2 separate regions of the Mus musculus genome follow, and region 2 is linked to region 1. A link is a contact called in public Hi-C data. All regions are on one chromosome and are shown on one strand. The core of a region is the stretch at or near the end of the contact, and the rest is flanking DNA. Distances in the headings are between cores, read along the strand shown. Region 1 has its middle 25 kb from the start of Larp1. Region 2 overlaps Gemin5 (gem nuclear organelle associated protein 5).

The links. A called contact is a pair of places that touch in the nucleus more often than the background predicts.
Region 2: a contact with region 1 is called in a Hi-C map of liver, with 1.8 times the contacts expected there. The contact joins two enhancer-like sites. A contact is called at or near these places in 1 of 39 promoter capture datasets (neutrophils), 1 of 484 Hi-C or Micro-C datasets (liver) and 3 of 9 other capture datasets (adipose tissue, liver and pancreatic islet).

Annotation. Positions count from the first base shown.
Region 1 is chr11:57,982,888-57,985,615 of GRCm38.p6, forward strand. It overlaps a transcript of Larp1 not described here. Among named protein-coding and RNA genes, the nearest start is that of Larp1, 25 kb to the right of the region's middle. Within about 2 kb of position 1,359, at least 54 of the 459 cell types and tissues checked have an H3K27ac peak or open chromatin away from gene starts, as enhancers often do. A contact at or near this core is called in liver, where this site is marked.
Region 2 is chr11:58,125,183-58,127,910 of GRCm38.p6, forward strand. It overlaps Gemin5 (gem nuclear organelle associated protein 5), which reads right to left. Exons shown (of 28, transcript NM_172558.3): 25 at 1,250-1,412; 26 at 1-236. Among named protein-coding and RNA genes, the nearest start is that of Gm33350, 3.7 kb to the right of the region's middle. Within about 2 kb of position 1,404, at least 47 of the 459 cell types and tissues checked have an H3K27ac peak or open chromatin away from gene starts, as enhancers often do. A contact at or near this core is called in liver, where this site is marked.

The sequences.
Region 1 (2,728 bases), core at 109-2,608:
TGGTGGCTCAAGGGGATTGGATGCCCTCTTCTGATCACCAAGGGCATCAGGCATGTATGTGGTACACATACATTCAGGCAAACACTCATACACATTAAATAAAATTTAAAATCTAAAGAAGTTTTTTTTTCTTTTTTTTGTTTTTGTTTGTTTGTTTGTTTGTTTGTTTGTTTGTTTGTTTTTCGAGACAGGGTTTCTCTATGTAGCCCTGGCTGTCCTGGAACTCACTTTGTAGACCAGGCTGGCCTCTAACTCAGAAATCCACCTGCCTCTGCCTCCCCAGTGCTAAAGAAGTTTTTATAAAAAGATTTAGACGCACTGAGTATGGTGACTCACTCCTATAATCTTAGCGCTGGAAGTTCGAGGCCAGCCTGGGCTACACTGGAACACCCTGTCTTGGAAGGAAAAAAAAAAGATTTTTTAGATGCAAGCCCAAAGCTAGATTTCTCTGGAATCTGGGCTAAACACCTTGACTCCATGGACTTGACTGGAGGCCATCAGGAGAAGGAGATTTGATGTTCAGAAAAGCCCCTTGGAGTCACTACTGCCCAGTCTCCCTCCACCCTGACTATAGCAAGGCCTTCAGCAGGAGAGATGCAGGCAGGACAACCCTAAGAGGATTCCTAAACAGCACTACCCCAACTACCCCACACCTGCCCTCCAGCTCTGAGACTGTTAGCGACTCTGGAGCTGGTATTTTGTGTTGCTTTTTTTTAGACTGGATGTCCTGTAGCCCAGACTAGCTTTGAAGAGTTCTGATACCGCTGCCTTTTACACTGGCCAAGGTCTCTTGAGCCATTCCTGAAGGGAACATGAATCCTTTTCAGAATTACATGGTAATGAGATCTCACTTCAGGCTGTGGGAGGTGCAGGGAGTGAACGTTGTAAGGACTTTGTTTACCATGTTAATCCTCCCATAGCAGTAACTCCTACATGCAATTCAGTTCCTTTGCCAAGCACTTTATACACACTGCCTTCGTTTCTACCCAGCAGCTGTATCTGGAATAGCTTCTCGCATTTCCCTTCCACCACGGGAGGGATCTGCAGCTTTTGGCGGTTACAGTCAGTGTCAGACAGACTTTGTCAACTCAGATGGGCCAGAGGCTGGAGCCTGTGCTTTTTGTTTGTTCAGTTGGTTTGTTGTTGTTGTTGTTGTTGATTGAGACGAGGTTTCTTTGTCCTGGACCAACCTGGCGTTGAACTAGCAGAGATCCACCTATCTCTGCCTCCCGAGTGCTGGGATTAAAGGCGTGCACCTCCACCCAGCGGTCTGTTTGTTTTGAGATAGGGCCTCACTGTGTAAACCTAGGCTGGCCTGGAATTTGTTGAGTAGGCTGGGCTGGCTTCCAACTCGCAGAGATGCACTTTTCCTGTCTCTTTAGTACAGATACTAAAGGCACGTGTTAACGTGCTCAGCCGACACAGGGTTTGAACAGCTTAAGAAGCTGAAAAGGACCAGAAAATCGTGGTCTTCCAGCCTTCACCTCTCATCTCATGCTGGGATAACAGGCCTGCACCATCACACCCAGTCAGACCACCAGTTTCTTAGTGGGTCTGCTGAGGGGGCTTTCGGCAGTCTTCTCTGGGTCCCTTATCTAGAGTTAGTGAAGAACTTCCTTCTGTCTACAACTGCAGATAAGAGTGAAAGAAGTTTACAAAGTATCAACTTTTGAAGACCTTTAGATAGAAAGCAGGCAGACAGGCAGCTTCCCCCCAACTGAGAGCACAAAATAGAGGCCAGCCCAGCAAGCCCTTTCAGTTTCCGGAAGGTTTCAGAGGACTACAAAAGAGATCAAGGATGGAGGCTCAGGTCTGTAATTCCAGCTCAAGAGAGGTGGAGGCACAGGTTGGAGGCCAGCCTATCCGTAATTCCAGTTCCAGGGAATCCAGTACCCTATTCTGGTCCTCCTGGACACCAGGCAAACATGTGGTCCACATGCATACAAGCACCCATACTCATAAAATTAAATTTTAAAGTTGGAACTAAAAAAGAAAAAGAGCCCCACATGATAACTACCAAAACAAACAAGCCAAAAATAGTGCTAAAGATTACGTTGCATTAAAGACCTGAAAATCAGTAGGCAGAACCTCATGTGCGCATGCTCCTACATTCCCAGTACTTGGAGAGAGAGGCAGGGTGGGAAGCAGGAATATCAGGAGCTCAGACCAACCTCAGCTACAACTTAGTGAGTGATAGGCCAGGCCGGGCTATGTGAGGCCCTGTCTCAAAAGAGAGAGGGAGAAAATAGAAACGCTAGATGGCTCAGGGGTTAAGAGCACTGGCTGCAGCTGGGAAGTGGTGCAAATACCTTTAATCCCAGCACTCAGGAGGCAGAAGCAGGATCTCTGAGTTTGAGACCAGGCCTGGTCTACAGAGCAAGTTCCAGATTCAGTAGGCACCAAGTTTAATTCCCAGCACCCAGAAGAGAGTTCACACCCGTCTGTCTGTGACTCTAGTGCCAAGGGATCCTACACCCTCACATAGACATGCATTCAGCTAAAATACCTATGCACATAGAAATAAATTACTTACAATAAATAAAAGAGCAGGTGTTATTATTGCACACCGTCAGTTCCAGCACTCAGGCGGCAGAGACAGGCAGATCTCTGTGCCTTCTAAGCCCAGCCTGGTCTACAGAGTGAGTTCCAGGACAGCCATTGCTGCACAGAGAAACCTTGTCTCAAAAACAAAGAAATTACCAAAAAAAAAAAAAAAAAAAAAAAAAAA
Region 2 (2,728 bases), core at 154-2,653, 140 kb after region 1:
GCCCGGGCCTGGAGGCTGTTCCATGTCCTCAGCACTGGCACTGTCCTCTGGCTTGCTCTGTTTATCAGAGACCGTGCTTTCAGCTGACAACACCCAGACGCTTGACTCAGGGCCAGGCCCGCAGAGCGACCACCAGACTTCATACAGTTGCCCATAAATACAAAAGGCCTCTAAGCTTTTGTAAGCTGCCATGGCAGGAGAGAGGTCACCCAGTTTGTCTCGTAGGTGGTCACAGCCTAGAAGAAAAGGACCTTAGGATATGGTATGCATTTCTTTATCTGTGAGAAGCCTGTCTTCTCACCCTCATAAATGTCACCCAAGAAAAAGGGAAAGTGATGTGACTCTTGGGATTATGTCCTTTTGCCCAAAGTCAAAGGAACTAATCACTTCCTTTCCGCCTTTGGACAATGCCATCATTGCCTTAGATGGCATCACTCCTAGCACAACAGAAATGTATTGTTTTACTAAGAGCTCCGGGCTGCACTGATGGGGACAGGGTGTGAACCATACTGTGCTCTAAAAATTGAGATTAATTACAGGGTCTAAACACAAAGTTAAGGAATGCCTAGCCCCATGTACCCTCCCCGCCTCCTGTGGTGGTAATGGGTTGAACAGGATCTCATGTAGCTCGGGCTGGGCTTAAACTTACCATGTAGCCAAAGATTACCCTGAAGTGCTGATCTGTCTAACTCCCTTCCCCCACACCCCACCCTCTGACCCCCATCATGCTGGGATGTTAGGATGCATGTACCATATGCCAGCTCTGTTTTTTTTTTTTTTTTTTTTCTTTTCGGGTTCCCCCCTCCTACTGAGTCAGGGTTTCTCTGTGTAGCCCTGGCTGTCCTAGGACTCACTTTATAGACCAGGCTGGCCTTGAACTCAAGAAATCTGCCTGCCTCTGCCTCCGGAGTGCTGGGATTAAAGGTGTGCGCCACCACACCCGGCTTTTTTGTTTTGTTTTTTTCAGCTCTGTTTCTTTACCTCGACAACTGAGCTTTAAGAGAGTGAGCAGAGCCAGGCAAAGAACCCAGTGCAAACACTTTGGCTTTGTTTTTGTCTCACCTCAGGAAACATGGAACTTCCTACACAGCTCAGAATCTGTGGTGATCCTCCTGACACAGCATCATTGCCTTTTAAAGACATTGTCCGGCCCAGTCTAATTTGAGGTGGTTATATTGTGCTATAATGGGAGGACGTCCGGGAGAGGTGTGTGTGTGTGTGTGTGTATCTGTGTGTGTGTGTTACTTACCACCTGGGAGAAAGGCTGAGTAGATTTCCTGCATGAGGGTGAAGTTCCCTGAGGTATAGCTCCGAACCACAGCCTGCAGCAGAGCAGGCACTGCCTCCTCCCAGGCAGCAGCCTGCTGGCTCAGCATTGCCAAGGTCAGGTCATGGCAGACATGAAGCAGCAGCTGGAAAGAGGCCAGAATTTCATTCACCCGCTAATGCCCTCCTGTGGCAGACTTGACAAGCCTTGTCCCATAGCTAGGAACTGCACTAGAAACCAATCACACATCTATCTCTGGAAAGCCTTCATCTCCCACCCATCACCCTCTGCTGGTAAAGTCTGAGCACGCTGAGGTAATCAATCTGCTGACACCCGTGCTTACTAAAATCAAAAGTGAAGGCAAAGGAAATGGGCAGAGGCAGGATCACAGGCTCGTCTCAAGTTTCTGGATCTAAAAACTTACTTAGAGAAACAGAATGGTGGAGTGGTGTGGAAATGCTTGTGTGGCAGATTGTCAGTCTCATACACGGCCCTGGCTCAAGTCCCAGCATCACATATAGTTGCTATGGTGATGCACATCTACAGCCTTAGCACTGGGGACCAGGACTTCAGGGTCATGCTCAGCTACATAAGTAGTTCCTGGCCAGCCTGGACTACATGAGACCCCATCTCAAAACAAAACAAAACAGAAAATTAACAGAAATAATGGAACACAATCCTATTATTGATACCAGTTCATTTTAACACGGAAGGCAGAGGTACAGTGTCAGGTGTCTTTCCTGATCCCTCTCCATTTTATGTTTTGTTTTGTTTTTTGAAGACAGGGTTTCTCTATGTAGCCCTGACTGTCCTCAAACTCCGAGATCCACCTGCCCCTTTGTCCAGAATGCTGGGATTAAAGGCCTGGTATAAGCCGTCACTACCACCTGGCTCCCATTTTATCTTTTGAGACAGAGTTCTCTCTGAACCGGAAGCTCACGTATTTGAATGGACTGGCTTAAGAGCAAGCCCTTGGCGTCTACCTGCTTCTCTAAAGCTGGAACACAGGTGTAAGCTGCCCTGTTAGGGATTAAACACAGCCTCTCTCAAAGCAGAGACTACCTGACTGCACCATCTCTCCAGCCCTTAGGGTATGTGCAGTTTGAAACATTCTGGCAAGTTTATAGCTACTGGGAAAAGGTAGGCATAGAACATTTCTGTCAATTCAAACCACTCCAGCAGCACATTCCCAGTGACTCTCCACACCCTCTGCAGCTTCTTTCTGTGCCACGTTGGTAAATGGAGTCATAGTTTCACAGTCTACTGGGACTTGGGACTCTGGGGCTTACTGATAAGGTGCACCAGAAGTCTGTTTTTCAGTCACGTGGCTGTTCAGTTTGGCTGTTGTGGACAAAACATGTGCAAATATTTATATGTAGGTCTCTGGCCTCTTGATTTTATTTCTTGTGAACCACCTAGTCACTGGGTTTCCATGGACAGGAGCATGGATCTTTGTAGGAA